Regions from separate parts of the Mus musculus genome. Here region 1 is linked to region 2. The links are chromatin contacts, called in public promoter capture Hi-C maps. All regions are on one chromosome and are shown on one strand. The core of a region is the stretch at or near the end of the contact, and the rest is flanking DNA. Distances in the headings are between cores, read along the strand shown. Region 1 overlaps Rev3l (REV3 like, DNA directed polymerase zeta catalytic subunit). Region 2 holds the start of Traf3ip2 (TRAF3 interacting protein 2).

Region 1 (5,567 bases), core at 535-3,034, 160 kb after region 2:
ATTTGGGAGCTTGCCACACATAGATTCCCCCACCCCTACCCAGCCACATGCAACATACATATACCCGCCTCCATCCACAAAGGTGATTATAGGACAATGAAATAAGTGAGTCACAGATTTTGAGATGTTTCCAAAACATATAGCTAACAACTTTTCTATGTCTAAGCAACTCTATGCTAAATTATAAAGGCAGCTCATTTAAAAACAAAGTCAGCAAAGGACTATAGACATTTCATTAAGGAATATTCTTGAATATCCAGTATGCAAGTGTGGAAAAATACTTTATACAGTCCTGTCATCATATAAGTGCAAATTAAAGCCACTATGATATATCACAATACAACCATTAAAATGACTAGAGCAAATTACCTAGCTCCAAACACTGGCATGAATATTGTGATGTGATTTGGTGTGCTGCTGGCCAAACACATAAGAATGGACTTTCTCTTGACTTTAAGCATTTGATCCACTGTGTGACAAGATAAATGAAGACAAACACACAAAAAAGACAACACAGATGATGGAAATGTTGTATAACATGACAGTTGCACTTGTGAAAATTCAGGGTTCACTAAATTCCCCATTTATAGATTTCACTCTATAGGAACTTTCTATACTCAGAAAACACTGAATCTTAGTTTTTAAATAAAATTTTCTCAGTGGTGAAGTAGTAACTCTGCGATTGTGTGTGTGTATGTATGTATGTTTGTGTGTGTTCTAAGCTTGTATGAAGCCATATAATTATAAATATATAATAAATAAACCATATATTTCAAATAGCAGAACCAGGTTTCTTGTTATTGCTCAGGAGAGTAACATATAGAGGACCAGGATGTCTCTACGTTATTGGGTTGAGATCTGAGGTATCATTTTGAGCTCATAGTTTTTCATAGAATAGAAACAGAAATATATGTCGGTGAAATTATTAGAAATTGTGCCACGTTTGATGCCACATACCAGCACTTGAGTTGCTGAGGCAGGATTGGGAGTTCAAGACAATCTGAGCTACATAAAAGACCTGATTAGGAAGAGAGGGAATTTTCAGACAAATCTCATAGTCCAGGCTGACCTCAAACTTGCTATGTAGCCAAGGAGGAATTCTTGAACATCTTAATGTTGTGATTACACTGTTTCCAGATTCTGATTTCTAAACATTACCCATTTTTAAAAAGGGGGGTGTCTCTACAGAAATCACTTATTCTAGATCTGGGGCAGACAAAGTACAAGATGAACCTAAGGCATCTTATTCTCAGAAAGAGAAATTCAATTAGATATTGCAATTTATGATTCAATTTAGCTATGTAAAGAAATGAGAGATTGTGCCAAGTTTGGTGGCACACAGCAGCCCTTGAGAGGCCGAGGCACGATCTGCAGCTCACGGCCATCTGAGCTCCATAGAAGACCTGACTAGGATGAGAGGGAAGAGGGAGGAAGTGAGATTGTCATGCTTGTCTTCACAGTAAAAAAAGAACCTGAACAACCTGAAAACCTATTTTTTAAAAAGGAACCAAACCAAAGCTGGCACCTTTGATCCCAGCACTTGGGAGGCAGAAGTAGGCAGATCTTTATGAGTCTGAAAGCAACCTGGTCTACATAGTGAATTCCAGGACAGCTAGAGTTGTATAGTGAAATCTTCTCTCAATAAAAATAAACAATACACAAAACAAAAAAACAAAGTCACAAGGTAAATGTCCAAGCTAGAAGACAAGTGAGTAGTGAGAGCCACGTCTTGCTAAAGAAGCCAGTAGAGCCAGGAAGTGGTGAGGAAATGAAGTCTAAGTAGTTGGAATCTGAGCGTGAACATCTGTATTAACAGTTGCTGTTGCCCAACGTTAGCAGCCCCCAGCCTTCCATTAGACTTTCCACTGAAGGTGTTGGTGATGGTGGGGTGCCTTTGCACTGCTAGCCGGGAAGCTGGAAATGGGAAGCTACCCAGAGGCTAGTCATTTCCAGAACGAGAAATGCAGTTGCAGACACCACTCGCATTCTTGTTTGATGGAAAAGGGGAGGAAAGCTGAGAAGTGCTTATGAAACCCTAGCCTAGGCTACAGGCTTACTGACCAGCTAAAATCTAGTCATGGAGCTATAGAACACACACATCCTCTCTCTCAACTTCTTTCAACAGTTCTAGTGTAACTATAAGAACTATAAGGCAGCTGTGCATGTGTTAAATAGCTTCCAAACACGACATACAAAACAAGGATATTACCTATATACCCAAAATAAGTCTTAAAATGTTTAAAAAACACCCCCACTTGGTTCCTCAGCAGGAGGTATGGCTCACTGGTAGAGCACTCACTCTGAGTTTAATTCCTAGAAGTAGAATAAGCAAAAAAACCAAACTACTCATCTTACCTGTTGTTGTGGTTTTATTTTTATTTTTATTTTTTTTTACACTTCAGCATCTCCCCCCCCCCCCCAGGAAACCTCCTATCCCATCCTGCTTATATGAGGGTATTCCCCAACTGACCCACCCACTCCTGCCTCCCCACCCTGGCATTCCTCTACACGGGGCATTGACCCTTCACAGGACCAAGGGCCTCTCCCATTAATGCCCGACAAGGCTATCCTCTTCTACATAAGTGACTGAAGCCATGGGTCCCTCCATGTGTACTCTTTGGTTGGTGGTTTAGTCCCTGGGAGCACTCTGGGGTCTGGTTGGTTGCTATTGTTTTTCAACCAACCAGAGCTGCAAACCCCTTCAACTCCTTCAGTCCTTTCTCTAACTCCTCTATTGGGGACCCCCGTGCTCAGTCCAATGGATGGCTGTGAGCATCCACCTCTGTATTTGTCAGACACTGGCAAGGGCCTCTCAGGAGGCAGCTATATCATGCTCCTGTCAGCAAGCACTTCTTGGCATCCACAATAGTGTCTGGGTTTGGTGACTATATATGGGATGGATCCCTAGTGGGGCAGACTGAAGGAAAGATGGCTTTCCCTTCAGTCTCTGCTTCACACTTTGTCTCCCTACTTCCTCCCTTGAGTATTTTGTTTCCCCTTCTAGGAAAGACTGAAGCATCCACACTTTGGTCCAGGCTTTACAAAAAAGAAAATGATAAGTCACAGTGTAGGGCTTTTGGCAGTATGCAAATTGAGTTTCATAGTTACTAAAAGTCAAAGTAGTTACTGATTTCTTTTGTATGACAATTAAGTTAAATGAGCTTTTATGTATTATTTCAACAACTTTGTAGTATAATTATCAAAAAAATAGTTGTAGCGGGCGTGGTGGCGCACACCTTTAATCCCAGCACTTGGGAGGGAGAGGCAGGCAGATTTCTGAGTTCGAGACCAGCCTGGTCTACAAAGTGAGCTCCAGGATAGCCAGGGCTATACAGAGAAACCCTGTCTTGAAGGAAAAAAAAAAGTTGTAGTATACTTTTCTGTTATAGTTGTTCAACCTAGAAAGAGACCTTTCTTTACAAAAAAAGGAAGATACAAGGACATTATAAGTATTTTAATTATTAGCATTTGAAAGGAATTATAAGAATGAAACAATTTTCTAACATGTTCAGTTGCAGGTCCTCTTTCTTACAAGGCCTTCCAAGGTTTATTCTGGCTCTCAGGAAGGTGTGATGGCAGGAGTGTGAGAGTACTCATCTGTGTTCACAGTGGGGAAGCAGAGAGAGGGGTGGTTCTGTGTCTTTTTGTTGTTTTCTGGGGGTCCCCAGCCTGTAGGCCTTCTCAGCTCAGTTAAAATCCACCTCCAAAGACTTACTCTGTCAAGTAACTGAGTGGAGTGGAGTGGAGTGAGATATGATAAGTTTCACACTCCGTCATGATTCTGCATAGTTTTACATTTCATATTTGGTAGTTTGTTTCTTGTTTTTATACCGCCATTACTTTTATCTTAGTTGTTTTTTGTTTTTGTTTTTTTACTGTTCTCGTTTATGTCCCTTATTGTTTTCTACGCAGTTTTTAAGATTATTCTCTTTGTGGTAATTATCCTTCCCCATCTTACCGTGGTATTATTTGGATTAGCTCCTATGTAGTTTTATTGTATAATTTTCATCAACTGTGTGTCATTCTCTTCTTACTTTGTGCTGTTGCCATCATACAAAGCCCATCTTTTTACCTTAAACCCCTCAACATAATTTTATAATTATGACTTTATGCTCTTATCTCTTAAATGACATAGAATGGTTAGAGTCTAAAGTGTAATTTTTTTGTGGCTTTAGTTCTTTGAAATATTCGTAGTAACTGGCCTTGAAGCCTTTGCTCAGTAAGTTCTGTGGCTAGCATACATCAGGGTACAGTTTCTCTGAAGTGCTTTTTTACGCCCTACAGTAAGACCATATTGTTTTCTTTGAAAACTAGACATTTTCAAGTTGGTAGAAGTTTTTTCGGTTTTTTTTTTTCTTTTAAGATTCACTTTTTTTTTTGTATATGAGTTCACTGTCACTGTCTTCAGACTCACCAGAAGAGGGCATCATCAGATCCCATTACAGATGCTTGCGGGCTACCATGTGGTTGCTGGGAACTGAATTCAGGATCTTTGGAGGAGTAACCAGTGCTCTTAACTGCTGAGCCATCTATCCAGCCTCTCCCACCACCTCTTTTAAAAAGATTTATTTATTTCATTTATATGAATGCACTGTAGCTGTCTTCAGATAGACCAGAAGAGGACATCAGATCCCATTACAGATGGTTATAAGCTACTATGTGGTTGTTGGAATTAAACTCAGGACCCCTGGAAGAACAGTCTTAACCACTGAGCCCTGGTGGCAATATTTTTAAGTCAGGTTTTCCACACCTTCGATGTTTATATTTGTTTGTTGTTTTTATTTCTTTAGTAATTTTGCTGGCTGGTAGTTGTAGTCTCCATTCTTAGAACTCTCTGCATAGCTAGCCTAGAACAGTTAATGATTGACCAGCTTTTTTTTTTTTTTCCAAAGGCTTTGAGCTAAATTTTCTCCAAGCTTTTAAAAGATGTTTTTACTTGTTTGAGAATTTTGTGCAACGTATTTCCATCATATTATTTCCTCTTTTCCAGCTCCTCTCAGATCACCCCCTCTCCCCCAAATACAAACCCAACCATGTGCTCTTTCTTTCTCTCAAAATAACTATAACAAACCCCACAAAATACATGTACTTGGATCTGTATTGACCACTTACTCCAGAGTACGAGGCCCGCCTTGGACTGTGGTTGATATATCCAGTGTCATTGCATTGAAGAAAACTGATTATCCCTCCCTAGCCAGCAACTATCAATTATAAATGACCTTTTGACTAGGAGTGGATACTAAAATTTTAATCACAAAATAAATATGCAAGGGAATGGGTATATTAATTATCCTATTTAGTCATCTTACAATATATACATATCAAAATATACCCTATAAAATTTTCTGTTTTTATTATAAACTATACCCTAATAAAATTTCTGGAGACAAGGAAATAAATGTTTCCTTAGATCCACATGTCACCTAGAAAGAGCTAATACCCTAAGTCTGTAAGAATTCAAAACCATTTACTAGATTAAAATACTTTAATTTTTATTAATTTTGCAAAAATATTCTTAAAAGATTGCTCTCTTTGTCACATCTTTTAGTGTAGTGTAGCAGACAGGT
Region 2 (5,401 bases), core at 2,853-5,352:
ACTTTTGAAATTAGACTAAATATATTTTGTTATGCTATGGCTAGGTATGACACCCCCTCCCCCATAGCCTGCGGGTACCAGAGAGTGGAATGTGGTGATTTGAATATACTTGGCCCATGAGAAGTGGCATTATTAGGAGGCATGACTTTGTTGGAGCAGAATGTGGCCTTGTTGGATGAGGTGTGTCATGTGAAAGTGAGCTTTGAGTGCCTCTTCCTGACTGTCTGTGGAAGGCAGAGTTTCCTTCTTGCTACCTTTGGATCAAGATGTAGAACTCTCAGCTCCTTCTACAGCACCATGTCTACCTGCACACTGCCATGCTTCTTGCATTATGATAATGGACTGAACCTCTGAACCTGTAAGTCAGCCCCAATTAAATATTGTCCTTTATGAAAGCTGCCTTGGCCATGGTGTTTCTTCACAGCAAATAAAACTCTAACACACACACACACACACACACACACACACACACACACACAGAGGCACGCGCACATGCGCACATATATGACTCATAGGCTGCAGTCCATCTAATCCAACAATGGCTAGCTGTGAATGGAAAGTCCAAGAATCTAGTAGTTGCTCAGTCCCACAAGGCTGGGTATTTCAGCTGGTCTTCTGTATATGTAAAAATTCTGAAGAAGTATATTCCAATGGAAATGAAGGAATGGTTGTGTGAGCAAGGCAAGGCAAAGCAGGCAAAAAGCAAAAACCTTCCTTCTTCCATGTCCTTATATTGGCTTCCAGAAGAAGGTATTGCCCAGATTAAAGATGTCTTCCCATCTCAAGTCTAGATAAAAAACCTGTGTCTTCCCATCTCAAAATCTGAATCAGAGGCTTATCTTCCTACCTCAAAGTTCTGGACTAGAAGTGAACTCACTGACTTTCAACTAATCAGAAAAATCTCTCAATCTCTCACAGGTGTGCCCTCCATTTTTGAATTATAGTTCTGTGGTGGTTTGAATATGCTTGGTCCAGGGAGTGGCACTATTAGGAAGTTGGCCTTGTTGGAGTAGGTGTAGCCTTGTTGGAGGAAGTGTGTCATTGTGAGTGTGAGCTTTAAGATCACACAAGCTTTAAGATCCTTTTCCTAGCCAGTCTTCTGTCTGCCTTTGGAACAAGATGCAGAACTCTCAGCAACAAAGTCTTTCATATTCCTACAAGGATGGCCCATTAAGTCCCACTTAAAGCATTCCATTGCATTTAAAATCCAAAGTCCCAAAATCCACATTCTTCCAAACAAAAGCATGATCAGGCCTATCACAGTAATACCCTAGTCCCTAGTACTAACTTAGGGTTTTATTGATGTGAAGAGACAGTATATCCAAGGCTGACTTATAGGTTCAGAGGTTCAGTACATTATCATCAATGGAAGAATTGCATCATGCAAGTAGACTTGGGGCTGGAGAGCCTAGAGTTCTACGTCTTGATCTGAAGGCAGCCAGGTGGAGACTCATTTATGCAGGCAGCAAGGAGGGTCTTTTCCATACTGGGCAGAGCCTGAGCATAGGAGGCGGTAACATATGACATACTTCTTCCAACAAGGTCACACCAACTCTAATAAGGCAATATATCTTAATACTGCCACTCCCTATGGCCGATCATTCAAACCACCACATAGTCTAACTTTCTGAAACAGTAATGCCTAACTAAACACTTTCTTTTCTGAGTTGCCTTGGTGATGGTATCTTCTCACAGCAACAGAAAGGCAACCAAAACAAGCCCTAGAACTTGGCAAACATAAATCCTTTACATCTGGATTTTTTTGTTTGTTTGTTTGTTTTGGTTTTGGTTTTTTTTTTTTTTTCCAAGACAGGGTTTCTCTGTAGCCCTGGCTGTCCTGGAACTCCCAGCACTTAAGAGGCAGAGGCAGGCGGATCTCTGAGTTCAAGGCCAGCCTGGTCTACAGAATGACTTCTGGACTTTTTAACTCAGCGTGAGATGGTTAGCCCATGTCTTGACACCACGACCTGCTCCTTTTGACTTTGACAGCAGCGATCCATGTGTAAACACAGTAAACACAGACCCAAGTGACTGGCAGCCATGGCCATGCCTGTTTACTGCTTCCTTCCTTCCCCTCTTGAGTGTTGTCAAGAATTGTATAAAGAAAGGGAAGTACCTCAGCTGCACTCAAACTTGTAGGAAACAGTCCAGAGCCAAGCAGCCGAGGGAGGAAAGACACTACAAGCGAGACAGCTCTGGCTGCTCCACAAATTAGCTATGTGCCCTTCTAGAAGCTACCAGGTGTCTCTTGAGTGTTGTGTTCTTCGAAGGCACAGCGCAAATGGCAGCTTCTGCACCTCTCGGGTCTGCTTGAAAGTTAAAGGTTAAAGGTTAAAGGTTGTTAAAGGTGTGCAAAGGTCCTCAGGAAAGAGCTGCTCCCTGGAGGTTACACACGAGCATCCAGACAGCAGTGGATAGCATCTGGGAACCTGAGATGTTGATGTCCCAGTCCTCAGGCATGGCCTCTGTCATTCCTTTCAGTCTAAGCTTGCCAGGCATGCGCAGACAGAAGTTTCTCGGCGCAGGAGACTCTCTATAAACAGTTTACATCCTTGGGCTGCTTTCCAGGAGGGGCCCAGCAGATGCTCTCAGCAAGGAGCTGTTATCCCATTCCCCAAACTCAGGATGGATTCAGAGAGGAGGGGTGCCCAGCAACCTCAGACAAGCCTTAGGCTTGCTGCCTTTCCCCCAGGCCACAGCTCTCATTGGGTGGAGACTGGCTGTCCTGACTCCTCATGGAAAGGGTTCCAAAGGCAGAGGTTTCCAGAAACTACTCTGAGGCTCATCTCAGCCCATTTAAGGACAGCTATGAGAAATGAGTTCATCTTCTCTCCTCTACCACCCCTTCCATGCCTTCCTTTCCTGTTCTCCTTTCAATGCTGACAGCTGCCCCTCCCCAATTACCCTCGTTTCAGCCACTCCACAAGGAGTGTTGTTTTCCCCCAACCCCTAAGATCTAATAATAATGTTCGAGGCAGAAAGTTCAAGGCTGAGCTAATAAATATGGGACTATCAGGCCTGTGTTACCAGGCTCAGCTACAGCCATTTCTGACGTGATGATCCAACAGGTATACAGTGACTGCCTACAATGTCATAAGCAGTGTCCTACATGCTGGGGACACCTCTCTCTCTCTGTCACTACATATATATATATATATTGTCAAGAATAATGTTTTATTAAATAATTTCTCAAAGCCACCTTCCCATGTTTGTACAAATAATACAAATGAATACAAATTTTCATTGTTTTAACAGCTAAGTAGTACTTCATTGTAAGAACACACCACAATGTGTACCACTTTATTATAAAGTTTTAAAAACAAGCCACATTCCCTTTGTTTATAATGTGTGGTACAACTTTAAGTGTAATACTTAGGCAGACCTGGGGCAATCTGATTGAGGACATTTTGGGCAATGTTCCCTATGCAAGAGTGGAGAGACTGGACTGGCTCAGTCTGAGACACTTTCTATGGTAGAGGGGGGAAGTTCAGTGGCTGCGATCAGTGCTGGCTGGTGGCCTGAGAGTTCACACCCGGACTGGCTCCCATCACCCTCCAGTGCTTTAGAAATAACCTGGATTTATATTACCCACACATAGCATGGTGCCATTGTTCTGCCTCCAGGATCCCTGTCTGTGCAATAAATTCTGTAGTGTACTGAATAAACAAAGGGAAAAGAAAGAAATAAACTTAAGATTGTGAAATGAGAGCCAGGCAGTGGTGGCACATGCCTTTAATCCCAGCGTTAGGAGGCAGAGGCAGGGGGATTTCTGAGTTCGAGGCCAGCCTGATCTAGAGAGTGAGTTCCAGGACAGCCAGGGCTACACAGAGAAACCCTGTCTCGAAAACAAAAACAAACAAAAAAGCAAAACAAACAAAAACCCAAATCAAAAGATTGTGAAATGAGAAGTCAGAGGTGTGTGTGTGTGTGTGTGTGTGTGTGTGTGTGTGTGTGTGTGTGTGATACAGTCCTGCACAGGGCTGTAGGCAGTGAATCCTTTGCCCCATAGTTACAGGCAGCAAATCTGTTTTGGTGAGTTAAAAAACACAGTTAAAAGTTCTTGCTTCATATTCCCTCCCATTATCAGGCCCAGGCTCGTTTGAAGCTGCTCAAGAATAAGCAGTGTGAAGACCGCAAGTTCTGTCTCCGGGAGACACCTTCTCAGGCGCTGCAGTAACCCAGAAGCCCGGGGCATTCCTCACAGTTTCTTATCTGGGTGGTAAAAGCAGGATGCAGCCTAATTGGTTGCTGGTTCTCTCTGGTGAACGCAAGAGGTTTCTGTTTTAAGAAATAAAGTGACTTCTTGGCGGTTGATTCACTGCCCCACGGGGAGAGGCTGAGCAGAGGCTTCCTCTCCGTAGAGATTTGCATACAGCATCCACTTCCTGCTCGAGAGCCTGCTCCACCACTTACCTGGGACTGGAGAGGGCGAGGGAGGTCTGAGCGGCCCAAGGTGGATCCCCGTGAGCAGAGCCAGCGACCACCCCCTGGGCCGTCTGTCGGTGGCGATCTTAGGTAAGTGAACTCACTGGTGCCTGGCTGCTCTGACCTCTTTAACCACTGGCCGGCTTTCCAGTCCACTGGCTTCTCTGTTGCCACAAGGTCCTGATCTCACTTCCCTCCGCCCTCCGCCCTCATGCCCCCACCTTTACCTTGTCCATCTGGAGGCCAGTTTGAGCTGAGACTGTGACAGAGTTCCAGCAGGAATGTGGCGCCAGTTTAGGGTTTCTCTCGGGCAGGCCTGGCTGAGTTTAACTCTATAAGGAGAGGCACACAGCACTACACGCTGCCGGGTTGGAGTTTTCAGTACTCATAGTCAGCCATCAAGAAATCAAAGTACGCAGTGAGTTCAGGGCCAGCCTGGGTGACGTAGCAAGAACCTGTCTTTAAAAACGAATCAAAACTGTTTCTCCAAGGAGGGAGCCATGGTAGAAAGGATTAAGTACTTGGCTTTCAGCCCAAGACACGTCAGGGACTGCGGGAAGGCCAACTCCCAGTTTTTCTCTATTTTATGCTGGGGGAAAATACCAGCCTCACATTCTTGGGTCAGAAAGTGCTCGCCGCCCCCCCCCCACATTCCCCCCCCCCCCAGGCCTCCATTTCCTTTAGCCAGTGGTTTGCTGGGTCTGGATGGTGCTGGGGAGGCCAGAGAAGAAACACTGGATCTTGGAAGCTGCCTTCTCTGTGACTTCCTAGTTCACAGTGGCCTCTTAGACTAGAGACTTTTTCTAAGGGTGTCGTGGAAAGAAACCAAATTAGTAATTGAAAAAAGCAGAAAACGTGCTTCCAAGTTCTCCCTCCACTTTGGTGTGGGTGCATCTCTTAGGCAATTCTCTTTGGCTCCCAGATGCCTGGATTTCTTCATCCACAAAGTGTGTGTGTGTGTGTGTGTGTGTGTGTG

The links. Promoter capture Hi-C pulls out the DNA fragments that hold promoters and counts their contacts.
Region 1: a contact with region 2 is called in a promoter capture Hi-C map of the HPC-7 cell line. The contact joins the enhancer-like site here to the promoter of Traf3ip2 in region 2. A contact is called at or near these places in 7 of 39 promoter capture datasets (the 3T3-L1 cell line, 3T3-L1-derived adipocytes, the HPC-7 cell line and 2 more), 1 of 15 datasets of contacts at CTCF or cohesin (the NIH/3T3 cell line), 3 of 115 datasets of contacts at active chromatin or transcription factors (embryonic hindbrain, hepatocytes and memory CD8 T cells) and 2 of 9 other capture datasets (adipose tissue and pancreatic islet).

What each region holds. Positions count from the first base shown.
Region 1 is chr10:39,772,702-39,778,268 of GRCm38.p6, forward strand. The region is part of intron 1 of Rev3l (REV3 like, DNA directed polymerase zeta catalytic subunit); the gene reads left to right. Among named protein-coding and RNA genes, the nearest start is that of Rev3l, 43 kb to the left of the region's middle. Within about 2 kb of position 1,785, at least 29 of the 459 cell types and tissues checked have an H3K27ac peak or open chromatin away from gene starts, as enhancers often do. A contact at or near this core is called in the HPC-7 cell line and memory CD8 T cells, where this site is marked.
Region 2 is chr10:39,608,832-39,614,232 of GRCm38.p6, forward strand. It overlaps Traf3ip2 (TRAF3 interacting protein 2), which reads left to right and starts at 4,103. Exons shown (of 9, transcript NM_134000.3): 1 at 4,103-4,515. It overlaps Gm16364 (predicted gene 16364), which reads right to left and starts at 4,851. Exons shown (of 6, transcript NR_152259.1): 1 at 4,653-4,851.